Regions from separate parts of the Cricetulus griseus genome. Here region 2 is linked to region 1. The links are chromatin contacts, called in public Hi-C maps. All regions are on one chromosome and are shown on one strand. The core of a region is the stretch at or near the end of the contact, and the rest is flanking DNA. Distances in the headings are between cores, read along the strand shown. Region 1 holds the start of Pabpn1l (embryonic polyadenylate-binding protein 2). Region 2 overlaps Cbfa2t3 (protein CBFA2T3).

What was found. Hi-C and Micro-C count contacts between places; a contact is called where the count stands out from the background.
Region 2: a Hi-C map of liver shows a contact between it and region 1, with 2.6 times the contacts expected there. The contact joins the enhancer-like site here to the promoter of Pabpn1l in region 1. A contact is called at or near these places in 2 of 8 Hi-C or Micro-C datasets (fibroblasts and liver).

The regions. Positions count from the first base shown.
Region 1 is chr3:199,275,428-199,281,425 of CriGri-PICRH-1.0, reverse strand. Pabpn1l (embryonic polyadenylate-binding protein 2) reads left to right here and starts at 2,223. Exons shown (of 7, transcript XM_027410652.2): 1 at 2,223-2,468; 2 at 2,811-2,946; 3 at 3,237-3,304; 4 at 3,843-3,949; 5 at 4,041-4,128; 6 at 4,565-4,707; 7 at 5,210-5,249. The coding sequence starts at 2,223. The coding sequence ends at 5,249. The region is part of intron 4 of Trappc2l (trafficking protein particle complex subunit 2-like protein); the gene reads right to left.
Region 2 is chr3:199,331,804-199,338,186 of CriGri-PICRH-1.0, reverse strand. All of the region lies in intron 1 of Cbfa2t3 (protein CBFA2T3), which reads left to right. Among named protein-coding and RNA genes, the nearest start is that of Cbfa2t3, 23 kb to the left of the region's middle. Within about 2 kb of position 3,301, at least 1 of the 6 cell types and tissues checked has open chromatin away from gene starts, as enhancers often do.

The DNA.
Region 1 (5,998 bases), core at 974-3,473:
AGCAGAAAGAACCATCTCTCTGTGCTCCTGTGACAGCTGTGTCTTGGCTAAAGGGAATCCCTCTAGAACCAGATACTGGCCATAGTGCTTCAGGCTGCACTGGTAGCTGCCTGGAGGAAGCGACTGTCATTAATACTGTCCTAACTTGGAACATGGTGTATTTTTGAAGGCATTGTTGGGAAGGCCAGCATGGGGGTAAGCTGTCCCTAGGCCAGGCGCCTGGCTGGAGCCCCACTGGGCCTGGTGTGTCAGCGATCTCAGGATAGCACGAGGGGGAGGAGGATGACAAGGTTTTTCCACTGCCGACACTGAGCTCAGAGGGGAGACTAGCCAGGGACTGGGCTCCATCCAGATGGTCTTGGCTTGGACACAGCCTGCCATGTCCTATCTCCCACATGGAAGTACAGGAAAGACCCAGACAGGACCCAACAGAGCTTCACACAAAGAGGTGGAGGACATGTAGGAGGACAACAGCGGCCACTTGTCTATCCCTGTCCAGCTCGTCCTGTCTGACCAGCTTGTCCTCTGTGTAGACATGGATGCTGCCTCTGAGTAGCCCTGGCCTGCCAGGAAAGACCTAGGGAAGTAACCGAAGCAGGACTGGGAAGAGGCCAGTAGCCACTCAGTCTCTGGTCAGGACTACTTTATCTCAGGTCATGTGACTATCCCACACAGTCCTTCCCTTATGAGGCATGGAGGTCATGGCAATTTTTATTATTGTTGAGTTGTTTATGACAGAGCCTCACTCTGGAGCCCAAGATGGCCTTGAACTTGTGATCTTCCTGCCCCAGAGGCCCAAGTGCTGAGTACAGGTATGAGCCATCGCATGAGGCATGATAGTTTTCAGCCACTTTGTAGAACAGAATGAGCACATAAGAACTCAGGTTAGGAGTCAGAAGCCCAGTTTCCGGGGGGCTGCAAGAGCCACAGCTACCCCCACCTCAGCCCACCCAAGAATGTGGGAGGTATCAACAACCAAGCTCCACATATTCAGTGTAGCTCACTAAAACTATCTTCTACTCCAGCCCAGATTCTAAGAAAGACCCCATTGGCTAACCTGGGGGCAGGGTCACAGAAGTGTGGCTGTGGATCTGAGGACATAGAGTCACCTGAAGGTCCCTGTGGAAATCTCAGTGCTATAGTAACATGCACAGTATGAGGCTCAGAAGAATAGCCTCAGGCAGCATTGGGACCTATGTCTAGCTAAAAGCCAGGAATAGATCTGCCCCTCTGCTGGAAGCCCCAGGAAGGAGTCAATGGATGCAGGCTGGCAACAGTACTGTAGGGTGAGGGCAGAAAGACAACAACAGATGAGCAGGGCTGAAAACCACTGGACCAGTCTGCCAAGTACCCACCATCCAATTTGTACAGTTCAGTCTGAGCCTCTCTTATAGCAAAAGGAATTGTCTAAATAGTGTCTGAGTTTAATAGGCTCCCATCTATTAAATTATGCATAGTGGGGAGGGAAGAGTCTTTGAGAAACTCATAGTTAGAACAGAATATGGAACCCTAATCTGGATAAGCCCAAGCCTGACCTCTTAGCCCTTCAGGGACCCTTGTTCCAACTGACCCAGTGTATCCAGACACCCACAGTGCCACCTCTCCCTGAAATCAGTCCTTTTCACAACTATAATTGGGTAACTTGACCCAGATCTGATTAATTAGGGCCTATTGTCAGAAGTGTGGTTATGGCATGCTGCATACAACACACCAAGGAAGACTGAACCCAGTTCATGTAAATACCACCCTGCCCTACCCACTTTGGACTCATCTACTCTTTTAAGGGTTTTTTTGGGGGGGTTGTTTTTTTGAGACAAGGATTCTTTGTGTAGTCTTGACTGACCTGGAACTAGCTCTGTAGCCCAGGCTGGCCTCAAACTCATCTGCCTGCCTCTGCCTCCTGAGTGCTGGGTTTAAAGGTATACGCCACCACCATCTGCCCTCTTCGGAGTTTTCGGAGTACAGCTGGTGAGGAAGACAGAGAGGAGATCTACAACCTTTGACCCTCTCGTCAGCAACTTGGCCCAATCTGGGAGGCCTTCCTATGTCCTTTAGTGGAAGCAGCTGGTCAGGATGAGGACTTAAAAGGGAGGGCTCCAAGGCAGATGCAGCTGAGGAGGTGAGCAGACCTGAAGAGGCAAGGTTTGCCCAGGTTCGCCCAGGTTCGCCCAGGTTCGCCCAGGTTCGCCCAGGTTCGTCCAGCCCGCCCTTTTTGCGTACCCATGTGGCCCTTCCTGAACAATGATCTCTTCCCACCCCCCACTGAAGCCTGGCTCCAAAAAGTCTCCTCAGATCCTGAAGCCCAAGGTTGGGGGGCCTGGGGCAAGACTGAAAAGACACCTTTGGGGCCAGGGACTGGGAGTGGAACAGAGAGTGATGAGGAAGTTGAGGAAAATGAGAAAGATGCAGGCTTCCTGCTGTCCTTGCTGGAGCAAGAAAACCTGGCCAAGTCTCCAGGATACAACCAGGTAGCACCCTGTCCTGATCCATGGAGGCAGGTGTGGACCTGGGCATGGGGTGAGGGGACAGCTGACTGGGAGGTGGAAGGGCCAATGCTCCCTCCCATGTGCAATGAAGTCAGTGCTGCAGACCACAGGGCCCTCTCTGACTTGGGGGAGGTGTCCTGGGATGGAGGTGTCAGGGGCTTCTGGGGACTGAGCCCCTAATTACTGAGCTACAGGAAGCACAGGGTGACCTAGGTCATTCCTTAGTAGCCATGACTCTTCTGGGGCTGGCTGGCCACACCTGCCCTCCATCCTAGAGGGGCTTGCAGGTCACCTCTCCCAAGCTTACTGTGGGATAACCAGCAGGAGTTGGAGGCCATCAAACTGAAGCTGTGGGCCATGGAGCATGCTGAGACCCTGCCGGAGCAACCTTATGTACAAAGAAAGGCCACCGAGGAAAAGGGGGCTGAGGTCGGACAGCTGCTGAGCCCTGAGATCATGGGTAGGAACCTGGGACCCTTGCTGCTTCTCCCCCCAGATGGTGGACAACTGTCCTCCCAAGTCCTTGACCACTCAGCTAAGACTCTAAACCCCACGCGCTCTCAGTGGAGAAGTACTCAGCATGGACTCTATGTGAGGACTATTGAGGGGGCATTCTGGATCACCCCACAGCATCAGGCCTTGCTAACCCAAAATGTAACCTTGGAAGCCTGGGGTGACCTTCCCTGGGATCATGAGGAATGGGCTCCTCAATGAGTTCCTCCTGCTGGTCCTGAGGTTCTCTCTCTACAGGCTGCTTCTTCCCTGGGACCCCCAAGGAAAAGGTGGAGGCTGACCACAGATCTGTCTATGTGGGCAATGTGAGTAGCAGATAGGACAGGGGCATCTGGCTCCAATTAGGACATTCAGCTGGGTAGACACAGCAACATCCTGGATGGGGCTGGCTAGGAGCTTGAGGCAGGAAGCTATAGGGTTGTAAACTCAAGTGTCTCCAAGGCCAGAAAGAAGGGGCAGGTCTGATGCTAGTTGCAGCAGAGGAAAGGGTGGGCTGTAGCTCTTGGGCAAAACCCATGGAAGCAAATAGTGGCCAGTCCTTAACCATTCAGCTGAAGCTGAGGTCAAGAATTCTGGTTTCTCAACATGTGCTAAAACTGGGAGTTGCATGAGATTTACTGGTCCACACACATGGCATAAGCCAATGCTTGGGACACAACCAGCTGTCCACATAGGAAGCCCTTGACTGGCTCTCAGCAGTCAACCCAGGAAAGGAATGGATAAAGCCTCAGCCCATTCCAAGTCAGGGGCCAACCAACCTTGGGGATTGGATCCCTCTAACCCTCTGCAAGAGGTAGATAGGGAGAGCCCAGCACTTAAAGCAGGTGCCCTTTCTGAGAGCAGGTGGATTATGGAGGCTCGGCTGCTGAGCTGAGGGCCTACTTCAGCCCCTGCGGGGAGATTCACCGGGTCACCATCCTGTGCGACAAGTTCTCTGGACACCCAAAAGGGTCAGTGTGGGGCTATAGCAGTCTGGGCAGTGAGGATGGGACTGACCCCTCATTTCCTGCCCCATCATCCCCCATCTCTATTCTCCCCCAGGTATGCTTATATAGAGTTTGCTTCCCAGAACTCTGTCCAGGCTGCTGTGGAGCTGGATGAGAGCACTTTCCGAGGTCGGGTCATCAAGGTATGTTTCCCCAGCTGTCTCCATGCCCCTGTGAACCACCACTGAGCCTTGCTTGCACATTAACTCACAAATTCCTCAACAGGCTCAGAGAGGTAAGAGTACCTGCCCCAGGACACATAACTACCCAGCCTAACCTTTTGGGTATCTTAGTTAGGTTGGCACTGGTCAGAGTTAGGGCATGATGGAAACCCTCAGACCTAGGGTGAGGCTTGGTGTAGGTGTGGCTAGGGCAGAAGAATCAGATTCCTCTGCCGGAGGCTGCTGGCCATGACCAGGCATGCCATGTGATCACAGCTGCATCCAAGTGAAGGTGGATGGTACCTCCAGGTCAGGAACCCCAAGCCTTGGTCTCAGCCTGGACTCTGGCTTCAGGCCACCACAGCAAGAAGGGTACAGAACAGTGTCTTGGACCATAGCATGGGTTCCTTCTGTCCAGGTACTTCCCAAAAGAACGAACTTCCCAGGAATCAGCTCCACAGATCGTGGTGGGCTGAGGACACACTTGGGCAGCAGGGCCCAGCCCTTCCTACACAGTAGCCTTCATCGAAGACCTCGGTTCAGACCCCATGGACAGAGCCGGTAAGTGGGCCCAAGTGGGGTCTGAGTCTGGAGACCTGAGTGGTGACAGGGTTTCTGGAGCCTATAGCCAATCTGTACAGCATTATGCTAAGAGAGTACTGCTCTTCCCTCACGTGAGCCTTAACTGGCCAGGGCACTTGGGAAGGGGTTCAGTCAGGGTTCATGGTTTCTAACAGCCTGGACAGGCCCTGTGAAACCTCCCTACCTGATGGGGATACTCCTTCCTAGTCACTAGGCCTCTGCAGGTGACATGCCATCCCTGCCATGGAGGGTGGGAATCACAGCAGGCTCCTCTGGCCTGAAGTACAAGTAAGGCTGGAGCTGAGCCCACGGGCTTCCTCCTCCCCTGGAAGCACCCCCTCAAGAGAGGAGGAAGTCTGAGGTGCCGCCCGCAGTCCCCAAGCAGCTTGATGGTGGTTTTTAAACACTTACCTAGGTGTCCTCGAGGCCTATCCCCTCTGAAGGCAACTTAGCTGCCTTTGTCCCCCCTCCCTCTCTGCAGGGGCCGTGGACGGTTCTCACCATGGTTTTCACCATACTGAAAGATGTCCCAGTTTTTAAAGTGGCCCCGGGAGCTGGGTCAGGAGTAAACAGCAGTCTGCCCACCTACTCCAAACTGGTCTTCAAGTCTGGCAACCCACAAGGGGCTTTTAAAAGGCCTAGACCCCCAGGTCACAATAGGAAGGCACAGGGCAAGGAGATGCAGAGGGTAGGAATGGAAGGGAGAGCCCAGGAGAAGCTGGGATTGGCATACTCAAGTACTTTTAAAGAAAAATAAGACATGTGTGTTAATAGTAAAGCATAAATTATTAAACTTGACTATTTTAAGAGCATGTAACAAGTCTCATTTCTTGATCCTCCCTCGGACACAGATTTACACTGCACCTTTTTTCATGGAGCTCCAGAGAGAGTAGTAAATATGATATGACCATGAGTCCAGAAAACAGGCCTCTTGCTCTGCCTTATGATTCAATAGACAGTGAGCAGAATTCTGCCTCCATGAACCAAGTTGGCTCTCTAGACATACCTGGACTTCACCCCCATCCTCCCTGGAGGGTGTCTGAACTGTTCAGTTCAGGAAGCAGAGGTGGAGCCTTTGTTCTAAACTGTGTGTGTGTGTGTGTGTGTGTGTGTGTGTGTGTGTGTGTGTGTGTGTGTGTGTGTGTGTGTGTAGCAAAGACAGGCTGCCCTGAGCTGCCACTGTACTAAGCAGGAAGAGATTTGCCCAATGCAAACACTGTGTGCACTCACCACCATTCCTTGCCTGTGCTCACTTCATTAATTCTTTAAG
Region 2 (6,383 bases), core at 2,052-4,551, 56 kb before region 1:
GAGACCAAGAGAGCAAGAGACTTGGCCTTTCTACTTAACAAATGGGTTCTGGAAACATCTTTCCAGCTAGTGAAAAATACAGGGACAGCAGCTGTCAGAACCTATAGTGACTGTGTGCAGTGGGCAGGCCCCACTGCACACAAAAGAGTCCTCAGGGCCATCATCATCCCTTTCCTATCCAGCAGCATGGCTTTCTCAGGAGAGCTTCCTGAGTGGGGAGGTTCACTGTCACATTGGAATCTGTAGCTCCAGTAGAGTTGTGAGCATCTTTCTTAAGTCCAATGGCCACTTTAAAACAAACATGCCACCAGCACCAGGTGAGAAAGCCTGCAGCCCAACCTGAGGTTCCAGCTCCTGCATCAGTCTGAGAGTCCAGGCTTAAAAGCTCTGCTGTCAAGCCATTCCACCCAAGCAATGCTGCATGATTGTATCTCCAAAGGGAGCTGTGCTCTGCTTTCTTGGTGCACATGGCAAAAGTCCCTTAATGCTAGCAGCCCACACAGCTGGTATCCATATGCCTGGCATATAAAGTCTGCGGTCTCGAGTCATATATCCAACACTGCTAGGTCCACATCCCCCTGTGAAATGGACTCAGGACCTTCCACTCTTCTACAAGATGGATGCAGCCATGAGGCTAGGTACAACCACGAAGAGGGATCTGGAAATGGGGACATTGTAGGTGCCAGACTAGGGTTAGATACCATTCTCAACAGAGGGAAATCCAGAAAGCCAAGGAGGCCAGGAGGATGGGGCAGGAATGCTGTTTTGTGTCTCAAGAAGGCAGAAGTGAGTTCCTAAGACCAACCCCAAAACTGGGGAAACAGGCCAGTATGGCAAGCGTGGAAAGAGGAGTTTTTTTTGGGGGGGGGGGGCATATTACTAGATTTCTTTTCTTCACATGCAGATTTATGCTTAATGAGATGAAAATCAAAGCCCCGCTGATCTGAAGTTCTGGCCCCTTCTGTCTCCGCAGACCGTGACCCTGGGTCTCCCCCTAGTCTCAAAGAAGCCAAGTGTATGTGGAACTGTGAGAAGGGAAGAAAAGAAAGTGCAGCGAGTTTACTCAAATGTACTAACCAGGGGAACGCATGGGACTTGTCGCAGGGCGCTTCCAGGCAAAGTGAGCAAAGCGGGTGGGGAGAAGGCTCAGAGGAAGAGGAGAAAGTAGGACGCGGACAGGCAGAAATAGCGGCTGGGGGCTTTTCCTCAGGTTGACATTAAAATGAATGATATGCAAACGAATGCAAAGCATATGCGAACGCCGGGCTCGAGGGCTGTGGAGGAGAGCCAGATCCTGAGCCCCTCTTGCCTCAGGTCGCCAGGCGCCTTGGGGACCAAGGCCGTGAGCGGCGGGTGTAGCGCGCCTCCTGCCGGCCAAACGCTCAGGTGGCCCGGGTCCCGGGAGGGAATGCGGGGGGGCGCGGCGGCCGAAGGAGGGGTGCCCGCCTCCCGTCCGGGAGTAGACGCCGCGGCTCCGGGAGCAGCGACGCCGTCGGGCTGCGACTGCTCCGAGGTGGGTGTGCGCGGTGCGCTCAGCTCGCCCGCCCTCCCGGGGCGCGGCCTGCGCGGGGCGGGGGCGCACAGCGAGGAGTCCGCCCCGCACCGGGTTGCCCCGAGCCGCACGCACTCCGCACACTGGCTAAGCGCTGGGGCTCCTCGGCCTGTCTCACTCAGCCCCGCGCTCTTGCACCCACACAGGGTCCCACGCGTGGCCTGGCGCTCTTGAGGTCCCCGAGTCCTGAGTCGGGCCCCATCGCCAAGTCCGCCGGGTGCGTCCCGGGGCAGGGCAGGCACCCGGGCGGTGGAGGCGGGAGCCGTTCTGGGCGTTGGGCGGCGCCGGGCGCACGGAACCGGGCCTCTCTCCCGCGGCCGGCGCCCCGGGGCGGAGCGAGCGCGATGGGCGCCGGGCTGGAGGCAGGGTGGCGCAGCGGCGGCGGGGCGCGGGAGGCGGGGGCGGAGCGCGCGGGGGGGCGCGGGGCTCCGTGAGACGCGCGGACGAGCGCGCGGCAGCAGAGCCGAAGGCACGGCGGGTGGACCCGGCGGCCGCCGAGGCCGAAACCGCCCGGGCGGCGTGCGCGCTTTGTTCCCGCGCTGGGGGCCGAGCGCACTCGGCATGGCCCAGGCGGCCGCCCCGCGCGCCCCGACCCCGCCGCGCGCCTGAGCCCCGCGCGGCGCGAGAAGACAGCGTGCGGATCGCCCCCAAGTTATGGAGGTGGCGACCGAGTGAGAAGGAAAAGCCACTTCGGGAACCGGGTTGCGAGAGAGCGACCGTCCGCTGGAGCTCCAGACCGTAAGTGCCGCCTCTGCCCCGCTCAACGCCGACGCTGTCACCCTATTCTACCGGTGGCTGCCCTCCCCGCAGTCCTCACTGCACCCTCCGCCCCAGGCCGGCCACTTTACAAAGTTCGTGCCCACGGCAGGGTGGAACCAACTCTGCCCACTCATTTGACTGAGTGCACCCACCCTAGGTGAGCAGAAGGTTTGACCTGCCCAGGGTGTGTGTGGTTAACCTTTAGGTAGGAGCTGAGTTGGTGGAGGAGTAGGGGGTGCCCCACCACCTCCCGCAGGCGCCCCCTGGGGTGCCGGGTTTCCTGACAAAGGCTGCTAGCCTGAATGACAGTGCTCGGGACTGACTGGAGAAGCAGAGGGCTACCACTGGGGAGATGGGGCTGGCAGGAGAGGGTCTGCTGCTTCCTCTAGCCCTTCCCCCTCTCATTTTGGTCCCTGTATCAGCCATTAAGGCCTTGGGGCTGAGCATCCTTCCTGGTGGTGGGGAGGGGATCATGACCGCCCTCCCTGGAGTCCTGACAGCCAGGTGCAGGCACAGCCTCCGGCTCTGATCCTTCTCACAGCCTTTGGGAACGGTCCATCTGTGTGTAGGGCAGGCCCAGAGCCAGGCTGTGGGAACAGCGGGGAGGAGGTGTGAGCACCGTGGAGGGACAGATGGCTGGAGATTCAGCCGGAGTCGGGCTGACTAAGGTGGAGCAGAAGGCAGCCAGGCTGGCAGCTCCTGGCTTGGAGCCGCCAACTCTGAATGCATAGCCCCGAACTTAGTGTGTTTGGGCTTCTTGACCACAGTGCTGAATGGACTTAGAGTGTGGGGACCCCTACCCCATGAATAGAACTATCTGATCATGTGAGCTGAGGCTGACTTTCAGAGCCCAGTTCCTCTAAATAACAGAAAATCTCATGCTCCTGTTTGTGGGGTTGATCCCAGTAACTGTCACACCCGTCCCTCCTACCCTGAGGCCAGGATGTGGCTTCATTATGTCTGGCTGGGTGTGTGCTTCCTCCCAGCGATCAGAAACAGGAGGTTCCCAGGCAGCCGCTCAGAGGATGGGGCTGGCTGAAGACAAAGGGAGCGGTCACTGTGCCCTGGCATTGCCCTTGCAAGTTGCTGGAAGGTTTCAGAAACTTCTCAAGGCTGGAATTCTCTCATCTCCCCCAAATCTCAGGGGCTGGCACGATAGAGTTCAGCCATACTTGGCCAGAATGCACTTGACTCCCAGCCTGGGAAGAGGTAGGAAAGCCCTGTGAATGATTCCTGGCCTTATTCATGGAAGGCTGCTGATAGGGGTACACTGGGGTCACGCTGTCGGCTCACCTCCATCCACTGAAGGGTGGAAGCCAGAAAATATGGTTGTCCCCAGTTGGTGCTGGGAACCCGCTGTTCAGAGCACCAAGCTGATAAAATGATGCTATTTGGGACTATGTTTTGCAGGGCCACAGCCACTCTTGTGCATTGAGAGGGAAAAGCAGAGAGAGAAGGAAACCTGCTAGCAGAAGGAACAGATGTGATGCTCGGCGCTGCCCGGGAGCTAGACAGACGCAGGGAGGGAGAATATCACGTTAGGACTGATTTTCTGGCGGAATCCACCCTCATGGGAGGTGCTGTGATCTTGATGATTGGGGAGAGAGGGAGGGCCATGTGTACCTGGCACACCACCATGTTGTTGCTGGGTGCCAAGCTCAGGCTGGCATATGGAAGACACCCCTGGACAGCTCCCTGCAGGATGCTCTGGGGCTGCTGTGGGCCACCCACTAGCCCTTGAGGTCCTGTCAAGCTCTTCCTCTGTCACTGGGTTATCCATGTAATTGAGTTACCACCTCCAGGAAATCTCTCTGATTGGACTCCACATATTTTCATTTCTGCATGACTGGAAGAAACTCATTTTCCTTCCTACACAAGGATCTGGAAATGCAAATGCTGGCAGGCTGGGTCACTGGGCCCCAAGAGCTGAGCCACTGGGGTTGCCTACCATGGAGGGTCAGGCTTAGCTGCAGCCTCCTCTGAGGCAAGCAGGAGGGTATGTCAAGAGAGGCATTTCTCACCACCTTCTGGAATGGTCTTCCCTCCTGCTGCGCTGTAAGCAGGATGAGTTTGGGGGTTTCTGATTCATTCTGCCTCCCACATGCCAGGGCAGTGGGATGATGGTAAATTAAATGGATCTGGATTTTCTCCACCACCAAGAGGGAAGAGAACCCACCTAGCTCATTCATGTCTGCACCAATGTGCATGCACACTCAACTATTCACAGAATCCAGCACAGGACAAGTAGCACACAGACTGCTGGGCTGGCTGTGCCTGAGGCAAGGGGAGCTTCCTTGCCTGGCCTTTGTTCCTGCACTCTGGGTCTGCTGCTGTGCAGCAGGGGTCACAGTGTCTTCTCTAGCAGTGACTATGATCTTCAGAACTTCGCTCATTGTCTTGTGTCCTGTGAGAAAGCCTTGGTGGGGTGAGTTTGATGACTATCTGGCCCCTCCCAGCTTTGTAGTCTCCCTCCCCTACCTGTATCCTGGGATCCTTATGCCAGGTCTTCTCTTCAGCATCCTTGGAGCTCTGAGTATATCCCAAGGGCTGCATTCGAGGAGGGTTGATGCTGTGGGTGGGGAGCCCTCTGCTGGGCTTCCTCAAGCAAGTGGGATAGAGCCGTCTTAACAGTCCCTGCTCAGCCCCATCACTAACATTATTGGCCTTCTCGAAGCTGGGCAACCCATCCCTAGTTCAGAGATCACAGAATTGGGGCGGCAGGGGGGGGGTGCGCTGTCATTTAAAAGCTTCTAGAAACCACTGGAACAATGTTTGGCTGTTACAGTGGACTTGAACCCACTGTAGGAGAAACCCATATCCACTGGGTAATGTCATCCCCTGGGGTCCCTGAGAGTGGTCAACAGTGGGCTGTGCTCAGGCTACTCTGCCCGTACATAGCTGGCCCTGAAGAATGTTTGCCATTGTGGACTAAAATTCTGCTCCATGCCATATAGAGGTAGATGACAGAAATAACCCAGGGGGTAGTCGGCCTCACCTTTAGGACCTCAGGCTTGCCAGAGCCAACACTGGCCTGCCTCATCTCGCTGGGTCCTCACAGTGACCCCAAAGTAGCAGCCAATGTCACTGCCCCACAGAGGGGAGGGACTGTGGAGGACCAGAGAGGTGCAGGGCTCTGTGGAAGATAGGCCTCAGGCCTGAGGCTCCTTTTTAAAAGGATATCCAGCCTCTAGACTAGATAAGGGGAATGGGACTCTGCTGCTATCCCAATAAAGTGGTCACTTTCTATAGTCATGTGCTTGTGGCTCTCGGTCTCTCTGGCTGAGGGAGTGAATAGCCTCCTTTTCTGGTGGGCATGTTACCCAACTTTCCCAACAGGGAGCAGACCCAATTCTGTTTCTGAGCTCCCAAGACTAGAGCAGGGTGTGAGAGCCTGGTTGCCAGGGTTTTCTTGTATGGAAAATGGTTCTTGGTAGAAACGGCCATCAGCCTCAGTGGAAAAGGCTGGGCAGAGCCTGGCATCCGGGTGTGTACCTGAGATGGTGGAAGTGATAAGCATTGGGTTCCTGTTTCTACCTCCAGGCTCAGCCTGACCAGGTGGAAAGTGGCTTGGCAGAGGCCACCCCTTCCCTTGGGTGACAGCACACTTCCTGAGGCAATAAAACAGAAGTTCAAGCTCCTGCTTTTTGTAATTTGTGAGGCCTCAGGGCAAGCCAGATGTCACTGGGAAGGAAAACAAAGATGAATTCGGCCATAATAAGGAAGATGTCTCCAGGCCAAGACTCCTATGGCACAGCCAGCAGCTCCTGGGCTCCCTATCTCTTCCTCTCCACCTCCCTTCAGCCTCTTGGGGCCAGTTTATCCCCGTGCTCTAAGACTCCCAGGTAGACCCTGGAGCTCTTCATAGGGGTGGCAGAATAGTCTCCTGTTTATTCAAGGGGGAGGCAAAAGAGGGGATGATGGAATGGGAACATTCTGTGACACTCCTAGGGAACAGGTCAAGGTTTCATAAACCTCTATAGTCAGGGTTGACTGGTGGAAATCAGGAGGAAGTTCACCCTGCCCCATCCCACCCCACCCCAACTCAGAAGGAGAGAGTCCAGAGAAAACCCGA